Linked DNA regions of Mus musculus: regions 2, 3, 4 and 5 are each linked to region 1. Evidence: chromatin contacts called from public Hi-C, Micro-C, capture Hi-C and promoter capture Hi-C data. All regions are on one chromosome and are shown on one strand. Each heading gives the region's core, a stretch centred on a gene start, on an enhancer-like site or on the middle of the called end of the contact. The rest is flanking DNA. Distances are from core to core; before and after follow the strand shown.

The links. Promoter capture Hi-C pulls out the DNA fragments that hold promoters and counts their contacts. Hi-C and Micro-C count contacts between places; a contact is called where the count stands out from the background. Capture Hi-C pulls out chosen DNA fragments and counts their contacts.
Region 2: a contact with region 1 is called in a promoter capture Hi-C map of embryonic stem cells, with 4 times the contacts expected there. The contact joins the promoter of Ttc29 here to the enhancer-like site in region 1. A contact is called at or near these places in 10 of 39 promoter capture datasets (the 3T3-L1 cell line, the C10 cell line, cranial neural crest and 5 more), 1 of 484 Hi-C or Micro-C datasets (trophoblast stem cells), 3 of 115 datasets of contacts at active chromatin or transcription factors (bone marrow-derived dendritic cells, embryonic basal ganglia and large pre-B cells) and 1 of 9 other capture datasets (liver).
Region 3: a contact with region 1 is called in a Hi-C map of embryonic stem cells, with 1.7 times the contacts expected there. The contact joins the promoter of Pou4f2 here to the enhancer-like site in region 1. A contact is called at or near these places in 3 of 39 promoter capture datasets (embryonic stem cells, liver and pre-B cells), 2 of 484 Hi-C or Micro-C datasets (embryonic stem cells and nephron progenitors), 5 of 115 datasets of contacts at active chromatin or transcription factors (embryonic midbrain, embryonic stem cells and neural tube) and 2 of 9 other capture datasets (embryonic stem cells and liver).
Region 4: a contact with region 1 is called in a capture Hi-C map of embryonic stem cells, with 4 times the contacts expected there. The contact joins two enhancer-like sites. A contact is called at or near these places in 3 of 115 datasets of contacts at active chromatin or transcription factors (all in embryonic stem cells) and 1 of 9 other capture datasets (embryonic stem cells).
Region 5: a contact with region 1 is called in a Micro-C map of embryonic stem cells, with 4 times the contacts expected there. The contact joins the promoter of Zfp827 here to the enhancer-like site in region 1. A contact is called at or near these places in 1 of 484 Hi-C or Micro-C datasets (embryonic stem cells) and 4 of 115 datasets of contacts at active chromatin or transcription factors (craniofacial prominence, embryonic stem cells, forebrain and 1 more).

Annotation. Positions count from the first base shown.
Region 1 is chr8:78,717,021-78,722,000 of GRCm38.p6, forward strand. The region is part of intron 10 of Slc10a7 (solute carrier family 10 (sodium/bile acid cotransporter family), member 7); the gene reads left to right. Among named protein-coding and RNA genes, the nearest start is that of Gm39203, 45 kb to the left of the region's middle. Within about 2 kb of position 3,306, at least 43 of the 459 cell types and tissues checked have an H3K27ac peak or open chromatin away from gene starts, as enhancers often do. A contact at or near this core is called in embryonic stem cells, nephron progenitors and trophoblast stem cells, where this site is marked.
Region 2 is chr8:78,211,189-78,216,579 of GRCm38.p6, forward strand. Ttc29 (tetratricopeptide repeat domain 29) reads left to right here and starts at 2,154. Exons shown (of 14, transcript NM_183096.3): 1 at 2,154-2,360; 2 at 2,820-2,883. It overlaps Gm39202 (a long non-coding RNA gene), which reads right to left and starts at 2,105. Exons shown (of 3, transcript XR_878950.3): 1 at 1,662-2,105.
Region 3 is chr8:78,434,209-78,439,445 of GRCm38.p6, forward strand. Pou4f2 (POU domain, class 4, transcription factor 2) reads right to left here and starts at 2,439. Exons shown (of 2, transcript NM_138944.3): 1 at 1,903-2,439; 2 at 1-1,470. The coding sequence starts at 2,196. The coding sequence ends at 529.
Region 4 is chr8:78,283,749-78,289,150 of GRCm38.p6, forward strand. All of the region lies in intron 9 of Ttc29 (tetratricopeptide repeat domain 29), which reads left to right. Among named protein-coding and RNA genes, the nearest start is that of Ttc29, 73 kb to the left of the region's middle. Within about 2 kb of position 1,828, at least 8 of the 459 cell types and tissues checked have an H3K27ac peak or open chromatin away from gene starts, as enhancers often do. A contact at or near this core is called in embryonic stem cells, where this site is marked.
Region 5 is chr8:79,025,903-79,031,467 of GRCm38.p6, forward strand. Zfp827 (zinc finger protein 827) reads left to right here and starts at 2,535. Exons shown (of 15, transcript NM_178267.3): 1 at 2,535-2,827. The coding sequence starts at 2,785.

The DNA.
Region 1 (4,980 bases), core at 2,056-4,555:
CAGGTGTGGCTTCCATTTCTGGGTTGTAGTTCATGTCAGATGTAGTCAAATTGTCAACCAAGAATAGCCATCACACTGGGCAATGTGATGAGTATGCAGAAGAGAGCAGGAACCAGGAGCCTGAAGAGCCACAAGTGTTTATTCTGTTAGGGAGGGATGTAGAAGAGTGGGTCTCGGTGAGAGGGAAGGGTTTGGGGAACAGAGTGGGGCTTCTGCTTCAGGCACTAAAGGCCTGTGGTGGAATCTGGACTTGTGGTCAGAGCCTTACCCCGAAGATACCGTCTCAGTCTGCTTGTGGTCAGAGCCTTACCCCGAAGATACCGTCTCAGTCTGCTTGTGGTCAGAGCCTTACCCCCGAAGATACCGTCTCAGTCTGCTTGTGGTCAGAGCCTTACCCCCGAAGATACCGTCTCAGTCTGCTGAGCAGACGAAGTCACTCACAGTGGACAGCTGGAAGGCAGAGCTCTGAGAACTAGCAGTACCCAGAGAGGAGACAGATATAGCTGTGCTATAAGAGAACAAATGTAAAGTGCACTTGACCAAACACACATGGGTGCAAGCATGCAAGACTGCACTCCCATACAGCTGAGTTAAACACTGTCAGAAAGAAGATGTGAACATGGTTCTAGCTATCATTTGGTACCCACTATGTGCAAGGCACCATATTGGGTTAACTTGCCTCATTATCTCAGCTAATATTCATAACAACCTTGCACAGTACTCATGCCCTCATTGTCCAAATTAGAAAGCTGTGAGGGGAATAGCTCACCCTGGTGTTCACTGTGCTTACCTCACAAAGCTGGCACATCATCTTGCTCACGATGCCTCTTGCTTCGTATCTATTGAAGGCCTGACTCGTGAGGAGCAGACAAGCCAAGAACTCCCTCTGTCTGGATAGAGCAGGCCCTCTGTCTCATCCTCGCCCTTAGCAGTTCCAATGCAGCAGAGGCCAAGCCCCACATCACACTCGCTGACTTTCACCCTTCATCGTGAGGCTGTGACCCTTCATTTGCTAACAAAATTGACCGCACTATTTTGGAAAATTAAAGTTACATCTATTAGGTATCCAAAGAAGGATACAGGAAGACTGCGGGGAAGCAGAGAGTCAAAAGCATTCTTTCCAGAACTGACTCAGGGTTTTCTCACATTCTTCCGGCCAGAAAACTAGATGGGATATTTATTTCTCAGTTTCCATGGCATTAAGATGGAATAAAATTGGAGAGTGTAGTAGCAAACAGCTTCCAGCAAATATAAAGCTCGGGAATCTCACTCCAGCTTTTTTCTTTATTTGTAGTTGTGTGTGAGCCTTTGCTTTAGTTAGTTTTTTATTTGTGCATGTTTGTGTGCATGTGTTCATGTGTGTCACATGTGTGAGACTGCCTGTGGAGGCCTGAAGAGGGCATTGGATCCCCTGGAGCTGGAGTCACACCTGATGTTGGTACTGGACACTGAGCTCCAGTCCTCTGTAAGAACAGTCACTCTTACAGAGTCACTGTTATCTTAGTCACTGTTGTGTTGCTGTGAAGACACCATGACTAGGGCAACTCTTATAAAAGAAAGCATGTAATTGGGGTGGCTCACAGTTTCAGAGGCTTAGTCCATTATCATCATGGTTGGGAACAAGGTGGCATGTAGGCAGACATGGTGCTGGAGCAGAAGCTGAGAGTTCTACATCCTGATCCGCAGGCAGCAGCAGAAAGAGAACTGGGCCTGGCATAGTGTTGTGTCTGGCCAGTAGATCACAACATGGGTTCTAGCCTGGAAAGGCATTTTGGAAACCTGGAAGAGAAGAGGGGCTGGGCTGCTCGAGATAAGGAAGGAACCAAGACAAAGCTCTCTGCTCAAGGTTTAATTTTTACTATTTCAGCACTCAGTTATAAAGGAAGGGGGAGGGGCCCAATTAGGCTTTTTGAAATCTCAAAGCCCACCCCTAGTGACACTTCCTCTAAAACCACACCTACTCCAACAAGACCACACCCCCTAATCCTGTGCCATGGAGAAGAAAATCCCTGCTAGAAGATGAAAGCCATGCCAACAAAACAAGTGTATACTTAGGCTGGCTAATGAGACTCTAGGTCATAGCTTACCCATGTCTACTGTTTAACTAGTATTGAATGTCTTCCTGAAGTTCCCACTGTCTATCAGCGCAGTGCAATGGTTTAGAGAGCACTAAGCTTACATGTTAGAGGTGACAGAATCAGTGAACATTCACCCCACAGCATCAGCTTCTGTTTTATGTCACATGTAACAATAGTGTTTTGCTGTTGCTGCTGCTGCTGCTGTTGGTAGCATTGAAGCATATCTTCAGACAGACTTGTCTGGGGAACTGTACAGATGGCCTAGCAGTTAACATCACTGGCTGCTCTTGCAGAGGACGCAGGTTCGATTCCCAGCACCCACATGGCTCACTATCAGCTGCAACTCTAGTCACAGGAGCTCCAACTCCCTCTTGTGGCCTCCCCAGGCACTGCATGCATATGGTGCACAGACAGGCATGCAGGTCTGCATACAAAGAAAATGGAAATAAAATCTATTCCTGAAGCTCTGTTGAGTAAAGCAAGGACCCCGTCCTGATCAGATGGCGCCTTTCCTGTGTAGTGACCATGTGAAGTGTAGTCTTACGACCTTTTGTTGTTGTTTCCATGTGAAGTACTCGCTCTGTGTACTGTCTTCACATCTTGCGAGCGTGACCATTAGCAAAGTTTTTTACCTCAGCATAGAAAAGGAAGAAAGTGACCTCCCACTTTTCCACATGTAGCCTCCACAAACATGGTGGCCCCTCCTGGAAGTTACAGCCAATGTTTGAAGAAAGGCTCTGTGACTCAGCAATCCAATTCACTCCCAAATTCCTGCTGCTAATTGTTTCTGCAGCTCTGTCAAGCGAGGGCTCCCTCATCTTCAGTCCACAGAATTCCGAGTTTCCTCATCAGCATCTGCATTCATTGACCACCTTCTCCAATCACAGCACACCTCTTTGTAACACCAGCTGCTCATTTGGGGCCTTTTTTGCATCTTTATTTACATAAAACATCTCATAAAGCAATAAGGCTGCAACCAGGCATGGTCGGCAGAAAGGCTATCTTTAACTTTCCTCATGGGCTGACAATGGTCATCAAACAGCTTTGGTTCAAAGTAAGTAAAAGCCACCAGCCTTAAGTGCTGTTGAAAGAGGCGCCGCTTCCTGTCCAGCTGTGCTGTGTAAACATTCCTTTCCTTGGGCTTTTGCCGCCATTGTTCTGTGTTTTTATTGTCACAGATCCCTGTTCTGGGGGCACCTAAGGCCCCAAGCAAATTACCAGTTAAGGTGACTCGAACACAGGCTGTGGAGCCAGCACACCATGTTGGACCAGCACCCGCACCCTACGTCTGTGCATTGCCCAGGCCAGTGTTTCCGTGCTCTGCCTCACTTTCTCCTGAACTGTGAGGATGCCCGTAGTTCACTCCATCTGGACAAGATGACAGACATGTTCTCAGAACACGGCCTCGAACAAACTCCAACTCACTGTCCTGCCTGAGCAGCAGACGGGGGCTACCTGTTGTGTCTGAAGCCTGGTCTATGCAAGGTGTCACCACCAAAGGGCCTCATGTGTGTGTTCCTCTTTCCTCTTCAAATCGTCATTACTAGAAGAACTGTTTCTTCTCCTCATTGTGCCCTTAGCATTTATTCATAACTCTCTGTTCATTTTCCTTTCTAAGCCTATTCATTTATGACAAAGGAGCGTTTTAAATTTTTACTTTTGAAGTATGAAGGAAGGGCCAATCTGTAGGAAATTCCTTGTAAGAGTCTGTGTAGAGGAACACAGTAGCTCATGCCTGCACTGGAAGGGGCATTACTGTGGAGTGACTTACAGTCATTCTAAGTGCACAGGCAGCGATGTAGGCGGGAGTGCTTGGTGGCCCTCAAGGACAGCAGAATGCCTGAGCCCATCCTCGGGTGTTGTCTGCTCAGCTGACATCTCCTTTGTCCCATTTCCTGTGAGGTGCCACCGACAGATAATTATGAATGTAACTCAAGCCTCGGGTTAGAAGGTACTGTTCCCTTCCTGAGATCTATTAGACTGATGCAAGATATCCTCCTCTTGCTAGAAACAGGGGTTTGCCAGCCTGCCCAGGGCCACTGGTGGCCACTCAGTGTCAGCAGTTTGGAGATGGTAAATCTTCCATAAGCCTGGAGTTCTGGGGTACTGAGCAAGGCTCTAAGAGCTCTGCCTGACTGGATCGAGTGTGGGATGCCTTATTATATAGGAAGGATAAAAATGTTTTCCTCTGGTCTCTGTAAAGCTCTGACAAGCTCAGATGCTGTGGTGGCTCACACCAGTGATAAGATGACAGAAGTTTTCAGTTAGAGGTGAAATGCCGGACAGAGAAAGCCAGCTGGTAAAACACAAACCCAGAGTGCATGTTAGAATGCTCAGTGCTTTGGAGCAGAAAGCACACTATTTAGATAAGGAAGCCATTAAAGTGTTCATACAGTCTGTGCCGTCCTATCCCCTTTCTGAGGACCTCTGCAAAAAGTTTGACTGGTTATCCTTGGAACTTTCCAGAATAGTTTGGGTGGGGGGACCTAGAATGATAACCAGGATGGAATTCTGAGATCCATGCAGATTATACACCACCTAGACAAAAACAAACAAACAAACAAAAAACCCTTACCCTCCATGCCTCTGCTGAACAGCTAAGTCAAGCCAGGCACACCCACCCTTGTGCATAGCTACCCGCTTACTGGGAGGACTTGTGGCTGTTGAGAGCAGAGCCATTGCCATCTGTCACTGCGTCAGAACAGTGTCTGGAACATAACAGATAAATGTGAACTGTTGCATATTATTTTGCTGCCTCCTTATAGTTAGGAATGAGGTCTGTATTCCGCCTTGCCGCTGGGGTGCTGGGAGCCACTCGGGGAGATGAAACACAGGGGTTCTTTGCTATGTACCTTCCTCTCTGCTCTTGGAGTGTTGGTGATACCTGCTCAGGGGAAGCAAA
Region 2 (5,391 bases), core at 904-3,403, 510 kb before region 1:
AACTTTACAAATAATATGTAACAAAATGGTAAAAGAATGAAAATGGAAAATGTATTTGTTAGGGGTTAAAAATTCAAGTCAGGGGACTCAATACTAGTAATCAGAATGGTAGAAGAAGAAAACATTTTAAAAGGAAACTATTTGTAAAGTAACAGCTTACAGTTATGTAAATGTGAGGAAGGATATACAAGATGTTGACTGAAGGGTTCTTCCACAAAACCCCTGTACTCGGAGGATCAGGTATTTCAGGGAAGCCTCAGCTACGTAAGGTGGCACTGGAAAGAGCCACTGTGACTAGTTCCCCTGTCATTTACAGGTGATTGGTTTCTCTTTCAAACACGGGGTAAGGAGACAGTTTCCTTGTTTCTTATACTTGAGCAGGATCATGTGAGTTGTGGCCAATGAAATGTGAGAGAAAGCTGTTGCTTTTATTCTAAATGAAGCCTTTGAAGCCAATGAGCAATTTTCCTCCATCATCATCTCTCCACAGGCTAGGCATGCCCTGGCAGCAGTCCCTTCAGCCCAGGTCTGCTATGACAGTAGCAAAGAGTAGAACCCAAGGCTGACTTGTGACAGCACACAGCATAATTCAGAAATGGCTTTGATGTTTTAGGCAACTAAGGCTTGTGACTGTCATTGACAACATAGATCTTCTTAGTAGATCACCAACACAGGAGGGACAAGGAAATGGGTTTCCAGGGTCTCATCACTACTTCTGGGAATGGCAAATGTAAAAGGATACTTTCTAAGTACCAAAGGTGTACATTTTTATCAATGTTTGTAGGGAAAAGTCAGACAATGTCATCCCCAAAAGAACTCAGATTGCCTAGAATATTCTTTCTTCAGTGTTGCAAGGGGACACATGCAATAAAACACCGGAGTCAAAACAGGAGGCCTCAGGGAAACTTTCCTATCAGGATTGAGAGCGGGATGTCACACTGTATTGAGATCTATTATGGGAAGTGGTTAGGATGTGGTGGCATCCACTGGAGGATTAGAATTTGCATTTGAAGAGAGTTTTAACTTATCCTAAATACCCATCTTCAGAGCACAGATCAGAAGATACTCTGGATATCGTAGGTAAGTAACAGCTTTAAGTGGTCATCTGTATCTTCTCCCACTCCACTTTGAATTCTAGACAGGGAAGAGAGAATCAATTGGAGGAATTTCTGTCTTCCCTGTCAATCATTCATTTAATTAAAAATCCTGTGTGAATACATACCACATTCCTGTCCCCATGCTATTACAGGACAAGAGAAAGGAAAGACAAAAACGCACATTTAGCTGACACTTTCGGGGAAGATAGGCTCATAGTAAAGACATCTATAAGTGAAAAGAATAAAGTGAGATTAATTTTATGTGGGTAAAGATCGGCATGTCCTTAAGTCCTCAGTACTTTCAGAAGGGTCCAAGTCCCTTGAGAAAAAAAAAAAAAAAAAAAAAACTAGCTGAAGCCAGCAACATTCACTTGGAGGAAACTGTTTCCCCTTTATTTTTGTTTGAGTTTTCTTTCATTTGCAAAGATCTATCTCTAAGGAACCTCATGTTCAGCACAAGATCAGTCATAGACTTTCCAGAGAGTTAGGAACAGCAAGCGGGGAGAATAAATACAAACAAGCGAGAGAGAGAGTTTTCTAGACCTCTAACTCAGAGATCTTTACCTGTGAGATGACAGCAAATAGAACTCACAAACACTCGTGCAGAAAATCAGCAGAGAGCAGAGTCCGGGAGAGAATTCACACGGGTCAAATGGAGTTACTTTAAAGCTACAAAATGAATTCCTGAGAACAGATGAGGCTCTCCTGGTGTAGACAAGAGATGGTGCTGGCTATAGGTAGTCACAATAATCAATTGCATATTCACAAGAAATAATTGAATGCATGGAAATACTGAAAAAAGGAAACAACTCAGGGGCATTCAGAAGGCCCTTGGATTGTGGGAATTTCTCTGGCGGGTTCACTGGAGGAACCAGATCCTCTTGCAGGCCACGCCCACTCACTAACAGGCCCACTCTCCAAGCACCGCCCCCTCACTTGAAGAGTCTTGGAGCTGACCAATCCTAAAGCCCATTTTAGCCTAACTACGCCTCCATCTGGCCCGCCGAGCCCCTCTGTTTCCATGGAGACGCTTTCAGCGTCCCCTGTCTGCACCAAGCCAGGCCAACAATCTGGGATGAGAGTACCGCGCCCAGCACCCACCGCCTGCAGAAGCTTAGTCAGGGACACAGAATCACAGGCCCAGAGCTAGTTTTCTAAGGTTTGTGGGGCAAGGCTGGGGACAGGACCTGGTCAGCTCCCAGAAGAGTGGGCGGCTCTTCCTTTCCAAGAACCCCTTCTTCCATTACTTGGGCCCCAGCTTGGGTAAGAGGAGAGAAAAGGCCCTCTCCACTCATCCCCCCAAATCAATTCCCTCGCAGAAGGCGCTCTTCTTGCCCCTTGGACCTTGGTGGGCCAAGAAAAACCAAACCTCTCTAGGCACAGCAGACCTGTTCCGAGGTGGGTGGAAACAGAAGGATCAGCTGTCATTAAAAACATCTCGGGCTCACAAATGTCAGAGAAAGAACCATCCTGAACCATATTGGAGTTTCAGATGTTTGGGGTGGGGTGGGGGGCATTTTGTTGAATTAGTGATTAGTTTCCTAGTGTCTAACTGGGATGTTTTACTTTTTAGTTCATTTAAATATATGATATATGCTGGGTGCACAGTACTGCTACTTAATTATCCACTGGTGTGAGTGAGCCTTGTTTCTTGACATGAGGAGCACAGAGGAATTATTTTGCTAGGTATTTAAACATTTTTTTCTCTTTTCTTTGCTGTAGTATTTTGCTTACAGAATTTTCAGACAGGCCTCTAAGAGCCCAGAGCAATCGGTTATCTGCAAATGTAAGTTGGATAAAATGTGCCTTACCGTCTAAGGCTTTCCCTACCTGATGTTTTGATTGCATTACTACTAAATGTTAGGTGGTGGGAAATGTGTGGTTACTATTTATTTCACAACCCATCCAGCTGTCTACCACAACATGCTAGGAGTATCCAAAATTTCAAACTTATTTATGTGAGCTTGTTTTTCAATCATGTAAAAATAGTCTACTAAATGTATCCTGTGGTTCCCTTCATGTTTTTGGAGCTAAAGAATTCTTATATAAAAAGTTCTGAATCATAAGAATGACTTTGTATCATAGAGGGGGGAGATCATATTTATTTTGAATTTCTCAGTGATGCATAATCATTTCTCTGCTGGGTCTGTTGGCTCCATTTCCCTCATCTCAGCTTTCACCGTCACAGTGGCTGGACCTGGAAATGCAGTCATTAAGACTCGTCCCTCTCTGAACTGCCACTGCAGAGGACACAGTCATCTGCTCTCCTTTTGTGGATCCTGTTGGGGACATGTCAAGGGGGAGTGGGCACAAGGGTTACACTTTGAAGAGTTTCACTTGGGAGCCAGAAATGTAAACTCCCACCACGGGACACATACAGCCTGACCCAGAACTCTCAAACCTTTCTCCCCTGCTTCTCCATTCTCATTTGTCTTTGTACATGGGGGCCAAACTCAGAGGCTGTAACTGCAGCTGATGTGAGTGCCAACCAGCAGATCAAAGGATGTGCCAAATCTTTTCTGAATACCAACTGTAGAATGGCTCCAGGCAGCCTTTTGATCTCTGCCTCAGCCACGTGTAGCACTGCCCGTTCACTGGCATTGGAGAGGAGGGGGAAATGCCCCCTGGGTCCTCCCTAGTGCACTGCTTCAGCCTGGGTTCCAGGGCCTGAGTACATTTTGGTACCAGCTTCAGAGGTTCCCTCCCTCTCTCTCACTGAGTGATTGCCTGCCTGCAGCTTTCTTCTGTAGGGATGAGTTGGGGTGGACCCGATGGCCAAGGGTTGAGGGCGGCTTCCATTTTTACTGCTGACCTAGGCCAGGTAGTGCACAGCAGGAATGGACTAAGTTCCTTATTGCTGAGCTGAAGTTAGGACAGCGAGGGCTGGGAATCATGGGAAAATGACTCAAGTCGCATTAATAGTGAACAGGGGCTTTTGTCACTCTAAAACAGAACAAGCCTGAAATGAGAGCTTCCTCCACACACTGGCATTCCCTTCCTCTTCTTCTGTCCTCCTCTGCTGCTGTTACTTGTGGGAATGTAGCTACTTCCTGCCTTAATAAAAAGAAACATAAGATCAAACTTATAAGGCATCAAAGAGAGGAAAATAATTTGGTACAGGAACACCCTGAATATTGAGTGTATTTCAAATGCCACATGAAGCCTGTAATTCAAACTACACACTTTTATTGTATAAATAGACGAAGTGGCAACCACCCACTGATTACAGAAAATAAAATACCTTTGCTTAGCAATCATAGGCAAGGTAGGATGTGGGTTGAGACCAAGGAGAGAGAGCCTGCCAGACATCCACCCCAAGGCTTAGCTTCCATTCTCCAGCGCAGATGGGTCGAGTGAGGTTTCTCCAGCATGCAGTTAATAACTTTTCCCCCCACGTTATAATTCAGCTCTGACCACCCCTCATTCAGAGTTTGTGCCTTGAGGCTTGCCAGCAGGGCTTGCAATACTTACATTAAACTAAATTTAAGAGTAAAGGTGTTCCCGCTGCTCCTGCTCTCAGATCAGAGGAGAGCAAAATGAAGGAGCTGGCAGCTGAAACTTTAATGCTGGAATCGTTGACTTACAATATGAAAAAAAAATTGCAGTTGATATGTGTGACAACGAAGCCACAGATTCGTTCCCGAGTATATCATTTGCATTTGATTTCATTATATGCTTATATTTTCTGGAAAATTTTAGCTAGCCCACTTGTTTTTTTGTATAACATACAGGAAGGCCCATTTTGAGGGGTGGCAAGGTGGAGTATATGGGCCATATCAGAACTCTTTGACACTGCCGCATCGCGCATACATAACTGAGTCTGTCTGGTATGTGAGAAACTCCTTGGTGAATCTTTTAAAGGCCTCTATATCTACTCAGACTCCTTGGCTCCATAGACCATCCTGTAATGCCCTGGAAAGCAGAATGGGGCCTCAGTATGCATTCCCTCTGAAACATGGAGTATGCTGAATGGAGGGTGTGGTAGCTCTTGGTGTCTTTATTCCCCTTAGAAACCCATTAGTTGGGGACTTAAAACTGAATTCACTCCACTGTACTTCATAATGCTGAATACTCTGCAATAAAGGTTTCATGGATTCTGGTGTAAGCTTCTGTAAAGGCTAGGGGAGCCTTTTGGTGTTCCTTTAAGTACATCCATGAGAATTAACTTTCTATCACATGTTATGTTCAAGACTTCGATTTAATAAATTCTGGGCATCCAGATAAACCAACTTGATATAACTTTTGATCAGAAAAAAAAAAAGATCTTTTTGAGTTACAAAGCTAATATATTATG
Region 3 (5,237 bases), core at 1,189-3,688, 280 kb before region 1:
ATTCAAAATACTTTAGAGATGTCTCTATCATATCACATTAAGCATCAACTCTAGCTTCGAGTTTCAGTCCTGAATCAATTTCTATTTCTGAAAAATAGCTGCAAAGTGTACTTTTAAACATGAACAAGGTGACGTCTGTAAGAACAAAAACAAATCTTACTTGCTCATTCTTGCAGGGTTTTCAAAAGCTTGTCCCTCTACCTTCCTGTTGACAGTCAGCTCCTCGCTTTCTCTGATGAAGCCGAGCAGCCCAGGTGCAGTTAAAGGGGACAGCTCTGCTACAACTTGACAAATTCCTTTTCGTGTTGTGTTGTTTGTGGTTTTGGTTTTTCTTCACTGCGAAACCGGTTCACAATCTCTCTGATTTGGGCTCAGCTGCTTGCTTCTTTGCTCCTGGCTTGGTCTGGGTTCACATTTACCGGAATTGTTTTCTGATAGCCAAAGTAGAAAGGAAAGAGGCAGAAGAGACAAGAAGGGGGTTAGAAAAAAAGAGGGCGAAGGGAAAGGGCCATCCCTGGAGAAGGGTCCCTAAATGCCGGCAGAGTATTTCATTCTCTTCTGTTTCTGCCTCTGGTTGCAGAACCAGACGCGCACCACATTTTTCTTGAGATCCAGCTTTTCGGCGATGGCCGCGATCTTCTCCGAGGAGGGCCTTGGCTGGATGGCGAAGTAGGCTTCCAGAGAGCGCTTCTCCGGCGCCGCGATGGACGTGCGCTTGCGCTTCTTCTCCGCGCCATTGAAGAGCTCCGGCTTAGTGAGCTTCTCGCGGTGGGATTTCTCAGCTTCCTCCAGCCACGCCTGCAGGATGGGCTTGAGCGCGATCATGTTGTTGTGTGACAGCGTGAGAGACTCAAACCTGCAGATGGTGCTCTGGCTGAGCGAGCCCACGCCCGGGATCTTGAGGTTGGCCAGCGCCGAGCCCACATCTGCCTGGGTCACTCCCAGCTTGATGCGTCGCTGCTTGAAACGCTCGGCGAACGCCTCCAGGTCCCGCGGGTCTGCATCCACGTCGCTCATGCAGCCCATGTGCGAGGGCAGCCCATGTGCGTGGGCCATGCTCAGGGCTGCTTGGTGCATGGGGTTCATGGTGGCCATGTGTGGTGCGTGAGCCGGAGTGGACACCACCGTGCCGTCGGGGCCCGCCATAGCTCCCAGGGCCAGCCCGGGGCTTAGGTGCTCAAGCAGCTCGCCCTCCAGCGCCTGGTGCGGCTGGTGATGGTGGTGATGGTGGTGGTGGTGGTGGTGATGGGTGCCAGCCAGAGCGGACGGGTGCGAGATGGGCACAGAAGAAGAGGAGGCTGCCGACGTGCACGGGATGGTGTTCATGGTGTGGTAAGTGGCGTCCGGCTTGAAGGGGCTGTGGTGGGGCGGATGGTGGTGGTGGCTCTTACTCTGGGAGACGATGTCCACGGCGGCCAGAGCCTCGGCACGGGCCAGCAGACTCTCATCCAGCCCGCCGAATATATTGCTCTGCAATTGTAAGTAGAAGGCACACATTACGCTCAGCAGGGAATTGTGAGCGCTCTCTCCGGAAGCCCCCGGCCCAGGGCTCGCCACCGCCACCGTGCCTACAGCATTCCCAGAACGTTAAAATAATAATAATGACAGTGATCCTGAAACTCGGCAGCGAGAAGAGAGGGGAAGCCTGCGCGAGAAGCCAATGTGCAGGGGGAGGAAAAGTGAGCCACAGACAACACAACACAACACAACACAACACGCGCACAGGCAGCATCCCAGGTCATAAAAATTAATATGAAAGGCAAGACCCGTTGAATACTTAAGAGAGGGGGGATTGGTTGGAGGTGTGGGGTGATTTGCTGTGCAGACATGAAAAAAACATCAAGCAGATAAAGGAGGCTGTCAAAATGTGCCTTTAAGCGGTGATTATGCAGACATACGCACCGGTGGGGTTGGAAGACAAGCTCTCCGCATCGCCTCCGAGCCCCCGCCGCCGCCGCTGCCGCCGCTGCCACTGCTGCTGGAACTGCTGCTCCGGCCGCCGCCGCCTCCGCCTCCGCCGCCACCGCCGCCGCCGCCAGCGTTGCTGGAGCTGCTAGGGGAACTGGCCGAGGGCGCCGCGGGCGCAGAGGAGCCCGGGGAGGCACTGTGTAGCGCCGAGTACTTGGGCTCCACGTGCAGGCTGCCTGCGTGAGGCATGCTGAACGCCTGCTTGCTGTTCAGGGACATCATCATCATCTTTCCTTGCGCGGCGCGCTCGTCGCTGGCGCACTCCGGTCCCAGCTACCCGACCCTCCGGAGAAGTACCCGGCCGGAGCAGCAGAGGGAACAACACTGCAAAGTTGTGCTCAGCCGCCACTGCTTCCAGGCCCGGTTCTCCCAGTGTGGCCGCTAGCTCCGCTCCTGTGTCTCCCGCTAGGTCTGCCCGAGAGGTTGCCCTGCTCCGGGTGGCTCTGGCTTCAGACCTCAGCACCCCAAAGTGCCCCAGCTCATCGAGGCGGTGGAGTTATAGTCCCCTCTTCCCGCGCCTGACCCCCGCCCGCCCTCCCCCTCCTTCCCTCCCCCGCCCTCTCCTGCCAGGACGCACTGCTCTGGGTGGGTTTCTCCCCGCCCTGGCTCCCCGCAGGCTCCGGTCCTTTCAGTTCTCCCTGCACCCGCCCCTCTCTCTCTGCCACGGGACCCGCAGCCTTCCCTGCCCCGGCAGGCGCTCTGCTGTTACCACTCCTACGCCGCGCCTGCAACTCCTGATTCTAATCGCGCCCCAGCTCAACCCCACCCAACTAGCCAGGTCGGTGCTTCGGGCCACCCCCACCCGGCAGTGCCAGTCACCTAAATGACAGTCTCCAGATCTTCCCGCCTCCCTCGGGAAAAAAAAAAAAAAAACTCCCCCTAAAAGTTGCGTTCCAAGCCAATCTTGGAAGCGACTAGCCCTGAACTGTGAGGTGCACCTTACCTGGCCACCTGCTCTCCTGCCCTCTGCTTACCACTAAGTTTCAGGGGCCCTCCCCTCCCGTCAGCTCCAGTGACCCTGATTCCCCTGGATGAGGATCTAGACGCTGCGGCGACCCGGGTCCTCTGCTCTGCTCTGAGCTCCCGCCTTGATGCGTGCTGAGGTCAGCCCCGGGCTTTGCATCCCACCGCCCGGCGGGTGCCTAGTGCAGAAAGACGTGGGTCTGCCCGGCTGCAGGGCTTCCTCTCCCTCGATTTCCCTCAGCTCTCAGCGGATTGGACAGCCACACAGCCCGTTAGTGTCCTCTATGCGCATGCGACTCCCCCCTTTATGAGCATATCACCCTCTAACACATGTACAGATTCCTCTCCTCCCACCCCCTTCTCTTTTTCCACCTCCTCCCTATGTCCAGTACAGGGTGAGCTGGGACTTGGGAGGATCTCCTGGCAAACCCTGACTCTGGGATGTATTATTCTTCATTAGCTACAATCAAAGGGAAAGGAGCAACTGACAGGACGAGAAGGGCCAGAAATACAGAGCGCATGTGCTGCCGAATGCCACTAACACCGTGTACACGTACACACACACACACTCACTCACTCACTCAAACGCGCGTGCACACACACTCACACAAACACACACACTCAGACTGGCGTAAGTCCCACTTATCTTCATTTCTACAGTCACTGTGTGCAGAGACTATTTTTTGCTTACACTTTGCTCCCACTTTTGTGCTAGTGCAAACCACTTTCCTGGAAGTGAACACACATTCTGAGTTCCAGTTCAAAAGCAGACAGTGTGGCCCACTCCCCAGCCCCAACCCCCCCAAACACAACCTATTTCCTCTCCTTCCCATCCTTCCCCTCCGTCCTGCGGCACTTGGGGCTACCCTCGCCTTCCAGAGCGCGGAAAGACACTAGGTGCATATACCGATGAGGACCTGCGGGTGGCTGGTCCGGGACAGGGGTGATCCGGAACAGGTGCAGGCCCTGGGAGCTTGGGAGGGCCAGCAGGTGTGAGAGCAAGCAGAAGGCCTAAGAGGCACTGGCGCGAGCTAGGACAAAAACAAAGTGGAGGGCAAGCGTGGAAAGGGGAGCCCTCTGGGAGTCAGCACCCGGAAGCCCTGCGGCGGTAGCGGCGAACAGGAAACCGTGGATCCTCCCCTGACCTCATCCAGGCCGGGGCTGGCAGGTTCAAGTTAGGAAAGCTGTCGTCGGAATACTCCCCCCCCCCCCCCACCCCAAAGCCTCTGCTTTGACAACGCGATGGGATCTGTCCGTGGTGCTTAAATCTCTGCTGCTTTGCCAGTCTGGAGCCCGCCTTTCTCTTCCCCTGCGTAAAGGAAAATAATAAACAGTAGCCAAAGGGGATTCCTACGAGCCATGTTCTCCACTGAGAGCCCTAAGAAGCCTGGGCAAGGACTCGGAGAGGGGGGTGTTGACATGAAAGAACGTGGCTGTGTGCAAGACTGTTCAAGTAAGTGCTTAGGTGTTTAATTTCTACCTCAACAGCCAAGGTAATTTTCAAGGAAATAAAAAAAAAATAACATTGTGCAGTTCTCACTGTCTCAAGCTTCACGAAATGAAATAAATCAAAGTTAAAAGCTTGAGTATCATTTAATTATAGTGTGAACAGCGCTTTGAAAGAAGTACAACAGCATCTCTAAACAAATTATGACCCAGCTAGGAAGGAATTATTAGATTGAAATTTCATTTAGGCTCGGGAGACACCGAGCTTCACCGTGTAATCTGCTATGCCTCGTCTGATTTGTATGCTTAATTCAGCTTGACGAATTTATTAGTTTTCATAATAGTGAAAAAATGAACAGGACTGTGGGCATTGTGTGTATATAAATTGTATGTCGTCGTGGAAAAGCTGGAGTCTATAGAAATCTTTTATTAATGCCAGTATAAAAGAGAGAATTTTTGTGCATGCCTTAGCGAGGTCCATGCCAAACCCCATTGCCAGTGTCTTGCTGGTCCATTAACATATCGCCATACTAATTAGACCACTTCATCAGTGATATAATTTCAAACTTCAAATTATGTTCTAATTAACAAGGGTTGTCCAATTTGCTTAATCTTCAAAAGGCTTTGGATGGTCTAATTAGTATAAACTGTTGAGCATCTCAAATGACTAATAAAAATCCACTGAAATACATGGGTATGTTTTTTCTCAGTGTTGAGTGAGGAAGGACCACATGCCCAAAGAAATTCTGAGCAGAGTAGGAAACATCAGGAAGACAAATGTTTTCCTCCACCTAATTCCCCCAGACTGTTACAGGGAGTGAGGTACAGAAAGAGAAAAAACTTTGTGGTATTTCAACTCC
Region 4 (5,402 bases), core at 578-3,077, 430 kb before region 1:
AGGAGGGGGAGGAGGAGGAGGAAGAAGAAGAAGATGAAGAAGAAGAAGAAGAAGAAGAAGAAGAAGAAGAAGAAGAAGAAGAAGAAGAAGAGCTCATAGATTCTCACCAGCCACCTTTTCTCTTTCTCTCCCTTTCTGTTCCCATCCCCCTTCTACATATCTATAGCAAGGTAACTTCAAACAACACAGTAGCATTTACAACAGGGAATCTCCCTTCCATCCTCATAGTTGGCTCCACAATTCTTTTTCTCAAAGACAAATTTAGTTACAAATGTATGCCTTTTCTTTTTTAAAACCCCGTATATGCACCACATATAAGTGCATGTGAATATGTGTTCTTTTGTTATATATGAAACACTCACAGTTTACACACTCAGCTCTGGACCCTGAGTGAACTTCTTCACACCAATTCAGGCATGCTTCACTTTTAGTCTTCATCTTTACAGGTTCATTGAGATAATGTGCAAAACATACTATGTGCTATTTTGAAATGCATGTAGACTAGAAAGGGATTGTCACAACCAAACTATCATTAGACTATCTATTCCATAACTCACCTTATTTTTCTGAGGATACTCAAGATCTACTTTCTTAGAAAATATCAAGTGTAATTATAGATGTTTCATTTTAAAAGGGTATGTATGATTGGACCATGGAGGATTTAGCCTCCTATAGAAGGACATTAAGGTTATTTTAAATAAAGTTTATTGTAAAATATATTTGTTATTGCTTGACTATGAAATGACCCCTTTAAAGCCTCCTATGTTTTGGTACCCAGGACAGTGTTCAGAGATGCAATAGGATAGTGGATGTACTCTCATCACTAATTGACTACCCCTAGCTAAGGTTTGGTGACCCAATGCTACATTTGGGAAGTAGTGGAAACTATATAGGCAAGAACTTTGAAGAAATAGACTGAACCAGTCATGGTGCCTTATTGTGCTGCACAGTTTTATATCAACTTGACACGAACAAATGTCATTTCAGAAGAAGAAACTTCAATTGAGAAAATGCCTCCATGAAATCAAGCTATAGACAAGTCTGTGGGATATTTCCTTAATTAATGATCAGTGTAGGAAGGCCCAGCCCATCATGGGTGGTGCTATCCCTTGGCTGGTGGTCCTGGGTTCTATAAAGAAAGTAGGCTGAGTGAGCCAGAGGGAGCAAGCCAGTAAGCAGCACTCCTCCACGGTCTCTGCATCAGCTCCTGCCTCCTGCTTGAGTTCCTGTCCTGACTCCCTTCAGTGAGGGATTGTGACATGGAAGTGTGAGCCAAATAAAACTTTTTTCCCTAACTTGCTTAGTCATGGTCTTTCATCGCAGCAATAGTAACCCTAACAAAGAGACTCACCTTTGTAATGCTAATACTTGAAATTCAAAGGCTGGAAGGTTACCAGGTGTTCCAGGCCAGCCTGGGCTACAGAGTAAGACCTTGCTTCAAAACAACACAGGAAAAACAAAGAAGAAACCTTAACAAAAGTAAATATATATAAAATTAATAGTAGGGACCAATGAGATAGCCCAGCTGACAAAGGCACTTGCTGCTAAGCCTGAAGACCCAAGTCAGATACCAGAACACATTAACTACTTAATAACAAGATTGTCCTTTGAATTTCACGTGTGTTGTGGCACATATATCCACACATACAGACACACATTAAATAAATATGTAACAAAAAAAAAAGTAAAACCAAGAAGTAGGTGTCTCTGGACTTGGGAGTGTGTTCTTGGCCTCCATTTTCTGCTCTGCCTTGTTCTGGGCTCCATCTTTGTCTCTCTCTGCCTCCTGCTCATCATGAGGTGAGGGGAGTCTCTTTGCTCACCACTGCCCTCTACTGTGATGCTCCACCTCTCTGTGCACAATCTTAGGAACAGTCGAGGTAAGCGCCCTGGATCAAGATCTCAGAAACCATCATCCACAATCTTTCTTCCCCCTTTGTCAAGCATTTTGTCACAGCCCTGAATAAAGATAATTAATGCAGCGTGCAATAAACAGCCTTATAAGCTGTGACTAATTTAACAGTAGAATTACTGCTTTCAGTGGGGAATTCTGGTGCATCCTATGTTCTCAGTGATGTAAGATAGTCCAGTAAATAATGGATCACAAAAATTATATTTGACATCCAAGTGGAGAACTCTTGAAACTATTTTTAGGAAAGTGGGTTTTTTTTTTCTAGAAGTAAATATGAATCTCATGTTCACAGCCTATTATCTGGGTGACCTTGGGCAAGTCCCTGGAGCTCTCTCTATCTCAATTACTTCATGTACCCTGTGGGAGTAATAAGTAGGCTCACTCTATTGAGTATAATAGGTTAAATGGTGCCAGCTCCCAGCCATCCCCTAATCCCTGGAACCAGTGAATTCAAACATAATTAGCTTAAGGTTCTTGAGATAAGATGATTGTCCTGGATTGACTGGGCTGGGGCTCTAATTCCAAAGTCCTTTGTCTTATAAGAAAAGGATGGAAGAGGATGTGAAACAGAGGAACAGAGGACAGCACAGAGAGAAAAGGGCCATGTGAAGGGCAGGAGTTGGAAAGGGCAGCATCAGGACCCCATTGATGGCGTTGGGAGGAGATGCTGACCTGCCTCTTCCACCCTCTGATGGCATTTCTTGACTCAGGTGTGCATTGTTAGCACATCAGCCCTCATCCTCACAGACATAATCACAAGCCAGTCTGATCTGGACACTTCCTCATTAAGAATCTCTTCCCAGTTGAGTCTACGTTAAATGATGGCCTTGTTGTAATGTGCATCACTGAACTTTGCTGCTCTCCTCACTCTTACTTGTCTCCTCCCTCTGAAGTTGTCCCCTGATTCTTTCATGCCATTCACAGACAGACTCGTAGATGGTTGATAATAGATGATTATGGTAGGCAGGCAGGCAGGCAGGTAGGTAGGTAGGTACGTAGGTAGGTAGGTAGGTAGGTGATAGATGATTGACAGCTACATAGAGAACGAGCAGCGTTTGTCTCTGGCCTCTCTTTGGTCCTTCGTAAATTGTACTCTGACAATCTCATCAATAACCTCTCAGTATTATCTTTATGCTTTAAAGCAATGACTGTGTCTCATCCTCTGTTACTGGGGGACAGGAGTAAGGGTGCCCCCATTATCAGCTGTGTTGTCTTGGAACCCCCGAGAGACATCCTAGTGTGAACACAGTTGGTATTATTAAAACTATAGGTATTTATTCATACACTTGTGCTTTATCTTCTAAGCTGAAATATCTTCAGATTTTTAGTATTTTTTCCTCTGGACTCAGCCTCTCACACATTTCTCCCTTACACTAACCTGTTTAATGATTCTGTGTGTCTCTTTCAAGGAAATATTCCTACTCAATAATTCTGCTGACCAGAAGGAGGCATCTCATGTCTTTGCTAATGTGTCTTTATTTCGAGACTTTTATTTATAAATTATTAGTATATCTAACTAAACAATGGATTGACAAGAATGCGAATAACAGTTTAGAGAATGACTCCTTGCTGGCTGCTGTGGTTTAGGGGTGTCCCTGAAACGCATTCGTTAGTGATTTAAGCCCCCAAACCATCCGCTATTTAGTGTTTGCTAGCGAGAAAGCATCAGGAGGAGGTGAGACTCACATGAAGTCATGGACTCCATGATGGTAAGAATGGTAGTTTAAGGGAGATGCCCTAGGTAGCATGTTTGTTCTGCCTTGCTGTCTGAGGCCCTCCACCATGTTTTAATTAAGAAAGGAGTCCTGACCAGAGGCAGCACCAGAGCCTTTAGACAAACAAATCTTCATTCTCTTTAAAAACAGTCAGTCAAAAACCTTCCATGGTGTTCAAATATAACAACAGAGGACAAACTAAATCCTGGGTACTTCTCATTCCTTCCAGAATGGCAGAATAGAGCTGAGCTGCCATTATCAAGGCTGAAGTATATACTAATGCCAGAAGGGTATTTGGTAAAGAGAGGCTGAGATCGCTTTACTAACACCAAGCAAAAGGCCACGGAGACCCTGACTATCAAGAGAATATGACCTTGGTGCCTGGCGCTAAGAAAAGGAATTGAGATTCCCTTTGGCCCACATCTTTTGACGTCTCAGGGATTTTAAGAAATGCAATTCTGAGTTTTAGATGGTATTTCTTTGAAAGATAAATGGGTTTTACTAAAAGTCACAATTAAGACTTTCTGCAAAATTGAACCAATCATATTGCAACCCTGGGAAAAAGAAGTGACCCCCTCAGCCTTTTGTCTGGTGAGCTCCTTCCCTCCTAAAACCTCAGTCACCTTAACAGTGCCTGGAAACCAACTTCATTCAATTATTCATTCTGTGAACAATCTGGTTTCCAGTATTCAGTAATAATACAACCTATTACAAATTCACACTGGGCCTTATAGAAAGCTTATAAAGGAGATAGCTCAGCGGTTGAGAATGTACCCTGTAGGGGACCTGAATTTGGTTCCCAGCACCCATGCTGGGTGGCTCACATCCATGTGTAACCAGCTCCAGGGATTTAGACACCATCTTCTGGCCTTTGCAGACGAGAGAGTGAGAGAGAGAGAGAGAGAGAGAGAGAGAGAGAGAGAGAGAAGAGAGAGAGGGATAAATATAATAAAGTCATTTTAAAAATGTGTACAAGGAAATAAAAATTCATTACATTGGCATTTCATTTGCTTTTATAGAGCAAAATTCATCGCATGTACTCTTATTTAATTATTCCACATTGCCAATGCGGCCATCTCTATGGTTAGCATGTTAGCGACTTTATGATGACATAGAAAGCTATTACCTTGTATGCATGACTGACCTATAATTCCACCATCACCCAGTAGCATTACATAAAAAGAATGCAAGTACATACTATATGTCCGAAAAATAGTGGCATTAATATTCTGGCAACCGACAACTTGCTTGATATATATCCATTAATACTAGAGGGTATTAATCATATTTATAAAGCATTCTTAAGATTTCATTAAGTAACTGTAGTGAAATTTTATTTATCCTTCAAACCTAACAGATGAAGATATATATAAAAGTCATTCGGCACAAAGAATGGCTTATTCTTTCTGTAACACTTCACGGATAAAAATTTGGGAGGAGGAAATAAGTCTTAGTAATTGTTCCTGTTTAGTTTCTTTCTGTACACAGCTCCCTAGAGTAGAGCGCTTTTGCCACTCTAGTTGGCATACATGTTCTGGACCAACATACACAGAACACAGCTCCTTTTGAGACTCTTTAACAAGTGCCATTCTATGTCACGGAAACGCCCTTTTAAAACATACTCTGTGTGTGTGTGTGTGTGTGTGTGTGTGTGTGTGCGCGCGCGTGCGCGCGCAGATAATCACTTGGTGTCAAGTGTCCTTACACACTGAGCCAGTGTACCAACTCTGGTCTTGTTTTTCTCTTAACTATCATTTACTAATCTCCTCAATTAT
Region 5 (5,565 bases), core at 1,285-3,784, 310 kb after region 1:
ATAATTTTTGGAAAAGGTGGAGGTATGAATAAATTCCATTTAAAATGCTTTTGGCTGTTGATGGAACACCTATATAATTAAAAGTCGACAGCTTTTGCCAGCATGCCTTTAAAAGGTCGCAGGAAATGTACTCAGCTGGAGGAAGGGCCAAAAGTGTGTTTTCAATTACAGTGTACTAAGTACTGTGAACGGTCACTGCAGTTTCAGGAAAAGGTGGTGCTGTGTCCATTTGGAGTTGTGATCCTGATGTCCTAGGTAAAAGTTCTGAGAAAGCTGTGGTCGGTCTCATGATCAATGTGTTTATCTCTCCTTAGGCACGACAAGCCCACAGCAGTCTGCCTGGAACAGACGTGCTTCAAACCTCATGCACACACAGTCCAAGGCACGGCAGACTGGTCTTGATCGGAGTGAACAATCTATCTCAGATCATTACACAGGGACAATTTAACTGCCTCTTTTTGTTTGCTAGTTTTTCTTATTTTGAGAAGGAGTCTCACTCGTAGCCCTGGCTAGTTTGGAGCTTGCTTTGTAGACCAGGCTGGCCTCCAATGGGGACCTGCCTGCCTCTGCCTCACCAGTGCTGGGATCAAAGGCACTGGTCACCATGCCTGATTTTAACTATCATTTAAAAACAATTTTTTTTTTGTATTTTGGAATTGGTTTAAGGTTGATGTTCCAGTTTGGATATTGCACTGTTTCAGAAGGCATTTAAACCTGCTTCAAATAGCATTGCAACCTTGGAGTGCCAAGTATGTTGGTAGGTATCAGCAAGAAGGGGTTCATCTTGAGAATTCACTATTAATGAAAGCCATCTTTTGGGAGACACAGTCTCCTTTACAGTTTCCTAGTGAAAACAGTATAAAGCTATTGTCATTTAAAGGAAATGTAACCAAACCTAACCCCAGTGGCTCTCTTTAACACCACTGGAGACTTCTAAGTCTCATTAGTCACTCATGTCACCTGATGGAATGCCATTTTAAACTTTTGTGTCTTCACTATGCTCCACCTTCTGATGAAAACATCTATTAAAAAATTGGTAGGAAAATATTTAACATAATAAGATGATGAGTCGATTTTTTAAACCTCAAAAGGGAAGATGTTTAAATAATGCACCTTTTTATTTTTTAGCTCTGACTCATGACATATAATGTATTCCACCAAGTTCAAAGTTTCCCCTTACAAAGAGTTTTATGAAACAGCTCTTCTTCAGACCAAATTTTTTTTTTTTTTTACTTCAATTATAGTAGCAGATTTTGGAGTTTTAAATCATTAACAACCTCCCAGTGAACTTGTATCCACATGGCTTACAGTCAGAGAGAGAGAGAGAGACCCGTTCCCTTCACTGAGTACCTTTTGTGAGGCGACGCATCCTTTTCTGTTTTCCCTCTTTATGTGTCTCTTTGAAGCAAGATGTGTGATTTCTAAAGTAATGAAAGTATATGGCTTAATGAAGACTGCTGTATGAGCTCAAACTACACACTAGAATTGCTTCAGGGTAAGGCTCAGTTACCTGTGTTCTGGGGAGGTGGGGGGGGAGGCAGGGAGTGAATCACAGAAGTCAAGATCACTGTGTGCACTGTAGGAATAGACCCGTGGCAGTTGAGTCAACCCTGGGGGGCGGGGGGTGACCTAATCTTATTTTCCCTCTTTATCAAGAACCTGTAATTTTAGTTTTGGCTGAATTTTCAAGTGTTAACTCCACCGGACCCTCTAAAATTGGGTATCCATGCCACCCATCCACTGATCCCACCCTATGCTATCTTTTCATTTTTTTTTTTTTTAAAAAAGATTTATTTCCATTAGGCTGTTTTAAGGGAGTATGTGAGAGTCTGTAACGTCCAGACTCAAGGTGATGGGGTGAGAGAGTCAGTCTTTCAGTTACAAAAGCCTGGGGAATTTTATACAGAACCAAACGTAGTTTAATACACAAAAGAAAGTGGTTAGTGCAACCTATTTCCTTAAAAAAAAATCTGTAAAATAATGTTTCAAGAGCGGGGGGGGGCACTTTTCCACCACCCCCCTTGATTGGGCGACTAGCGGGATAAATTCGAAGAAGTCCATCCCACCCCCGCACGCGCGCCCCCCATGCTTTCCAGACAGAGCAGTTGTAAATGCTAGGCTGAGTCCGCCCTGAGAGCCTTAGGGCACCTTCCTCTTTGCTGAGTGTGTGTATGTGTGTGTGTGTGTGTGTGTGTGTGTGTGTGTATGCGCGCGCGCGTGTGTCTAGCTCTCGCTCTTTCCCTCAGTCTGTGCCTCTGTGTGTGTGTGTGAGTGTGTGTGTGTGACAGAGAGAGAGCGCGAGAGGAGAGCGAGAGAGCGAGCTGCGAGCTGTGCTGCCGCCGCCGCTGCCCTTTGATCCCGACATTAGTGTTAGGGGCTCGGAGACACAGCGCGCGGCCATAGACACCGCCGCACCGGCGCTCATTTATTTATACCTCCCATCACACGCGAGCACAGGACACACACACACTCACACCTATTAGATCCGTTTCCATTGAAGAATATTACGCTCGGGGACAAGCCAGGTGCACGACCAAAAAATTAAAAAAAAAAAAAAAAAAGGAAAAAAAAAGAAAGAAAGAAAGAAAGAAAGGAAAGAAGAAAACCCCTCTTCTGGCTCCAGGAAACAAGCTTCAACCCATTGCACACACCGGAGAGAAGGGGTTTCCCCCTGCCCGCCCCCCAACTACCTCCCCGCTCCTGCCAGTGTCTGCCTGTCTGCCCCCACGGGGGTTTATTTGATCTCACATTAACCAAGGAGGAGAATGTGAGAAAAGGGGGAAAATGCCCAGGAGGAAGCAGGAGCAGCCCAAGCGCCTTCCCTCACGTAAGTCATCCCTTCTCCACCTCCTCTCGTGCCATTTTCTCGCCCTCCCTCTCCTCTTTCCCCTCCGCAGCCTCCGCCGTTGTTTTCTGCATTAGTTTAGGGTTACAGAGGTGAAACTGACAAAGACACAGCCCGGGTTACTCCTCGTTTAGGTCTATGCCGAGGCAGCCATGTTGGTGATGATCAGCCCCGTGCCCTTTCTATTCTCTCTCTCTTTTTCTTTCTTTCTCTCGACCCCCTCTTTTTTTTCCTTGGGATCGGGCTTTTCCCCCCTTTCCCTCCCCCTCCTCACTCCGGTTTGCGGGGGAGGGGGCGAGAGGAGGGAGGAGGGGAGTAGTGTGGATGCCGGGTTTTTGTCGCGGGTGGGGGGAGGTGGGAGAGGTTGCAATCTTGGAAAAAAAAAAGAAATTCCGTGTGGATCCCGGTGCACAAGGGTGCGGGGTTGGGGCGCGCGCAGGGCCGAGGCCGTGACATGGCGATTGGGGGTGTCGGGGCGAGGGCGCGCGGCCGCCCGCCGGGCTGGGGACCGGAGAGGTCGGTCTCCGGCTAAAGGTTGCGCCGGGGTGGGTCGGCCCCGGAGCCGCGGGCAGCTGGAGCTGGAGGCGGAGGTGGAGGCGGTGGCGGAGGGGAAGGCAGGGGCGGTCGAGGAGGGTGTGGGGGCGCCGGGGGGCGCGGGTGGCCGATCGGGGGGCGAGGCCGGGCAGCCGAGCGGATGTGGGGTGCGGGAGCCGCGCCGAGGCTGAGGCGAGGCAGCCAGGGCGGCGCGCGGCGCGCGAGGTCCCTGCAGAGCCGAGGGGAGGGCGGAGCAGGGCTCCCGGCCGCAATAAAATGCGGGGTCAGGCGGAGCAGACAGAGCCGGGGCGACGCGGGCTCGCAGACCCCCCTGCCCCGCCAGCCCGAGCAGAGTCCGTGACTAAAGTGCATCCCAGCCCTCCTGGCCCTAGCCACACACGCCAACTGGAGACTCGCGCCGGGCTGCGCGGCCGGGTCCCCGTCCCCTCCTCCACCCGCGCCTCGGGTCCCTCCGCGCCGCCCTCCCGCTTTTCTTTGCGAGACTCTTAACTTTTCCCCCACTCCCTCTCGGGCTCCCCCCTCGTCCCCCCACAAGCTCTCCGCTCGGAGTGTTCCGAGATGCTGCTGAAGCTAAAAGTGAAGGAGAAAGAAGCAACTAAAAATATCCCCCCCGGGGCCGCCGGGCTCCTTGAATGCAGGGGAGAGGGGGCAGGGGAGAAGGCGTGGGGCGGGGTGGCGGGAGGAGGGGACGCGGGAGGCGCCGGAGGGAGGGGTCGGGGGAGACGGAGGGTCAGTTTCTCCTCTTCCCCCCTCCCGCCCCCCCCCTGCTCAGCTCCCCTCTCCGGGGCGGCTTGGCGCTGCTCGGAGCCCGATCCTGCAAAACCCGGGCTGGGGGCGGGAGCGGAGCCGGAGCGCCTGCCCGCGCGGGTGTCAGGCCGACGTGGTCGGTCACCTGAAGTTCACGGAGGGTGGGGGAAGGGTTAAGGTTATGGTGTCTCGGGTTATGTGTGAGCGTGTGTGTTTCCGCCGCAGACGGGCGAGCGCGATCGATCTCTCCTTCGCGAAATCTCCGCGGCGGTGCCCACGCGAGGGGTCCGCAGGGCTGCTGTGGCCCGGGCGGGCGCGGTGGCACCCGGAGTGGCGAGCAAGGGCACGCGCGGGCAGTCTGCTCCGCAAACATTCCTCTTTTCTTCCCCCTTCCCGGTATGCAAGGAGTCGACGCACAGGGCTAGGGTTATGCTTTTTTTCCCCTTCCTTTAGGGAGGAAAAAAAAAAATGCCCCCGTGCAGTCCTTTCTTCGCCTGCCCGCTAGAGGTTCTGAGGATAATATCACATATGTAATATATATGCACATAAAATCACTCGCAGGCGGCTGCGAGTGTAGGAAAATTTTGTGCGAGGAGGAGAAGGAGGCGCAGTCGGGGCGGGCGAGGCGGGAGGCTCCGCGCTGCGATTCACAGAAAACTCGCAGCAGTTGGTGGAAGTGTGCGTGCACATGGCCGGGCCGGGCTTCCCTCTTGCTCGGACGCGCGTGGGCAGCGAGGCGGGGGGGGGGGGGGGGGCTGCTGTCCCGGGCGGGCGCCACCGCGGGAGGCTTGCCCTGCTCGCACAAAATGGGCTTCAGTGTTCTCTGCGAACTTGCCCTTAGATGGCAACTTTGGGAGCTGATGAGCTTGTATGCGAAAACCAGGGCGGTGAGGTTACTTGGTCATTTCCCTTTCTTCTCTTCTCCCCCTGCTTAAAAAAAAATGTTGGCGGGGTTAGAGGGAGGGTGGGAGAAGAGAAGGGATTTATCAGTTTCGGCTGAGACGGCTGGAACGCCGCCCCTCCCGTGGTGTGCAGTGCAGTCGGGCAGCTGCAGCCTGCCCTGCCGGTGACCTTGACCCTGACCTCCTGCGACTACCCTCTGTCTGAGAGGAAATTCAGGCTCCATTTTAGCTCCGGTGTCTGGTGGGCCTCTCCCGCGGATTGCTGCCTGTTGATGAAGTTTTTCTTTTCTTTTTTTTTCTTTTTCTTTTTGAGAGTGAGCTCTCTCCTGGTTCTCAGATTGAATACTGCTATCTACTCCAAAAAAAAAAAAAAAAATCACCTCCCCTTGCAGTCATATTAAGCCACTTTACCCTAAGTAAGAAGCAATTTACTTTTGGAAGCACAGTAAACGGTCCAGCCTCCCCCCCCCTTCTTTTTAAGGGAAGCCTTAATTTGTAAAGCGTTTCCACCTCTTT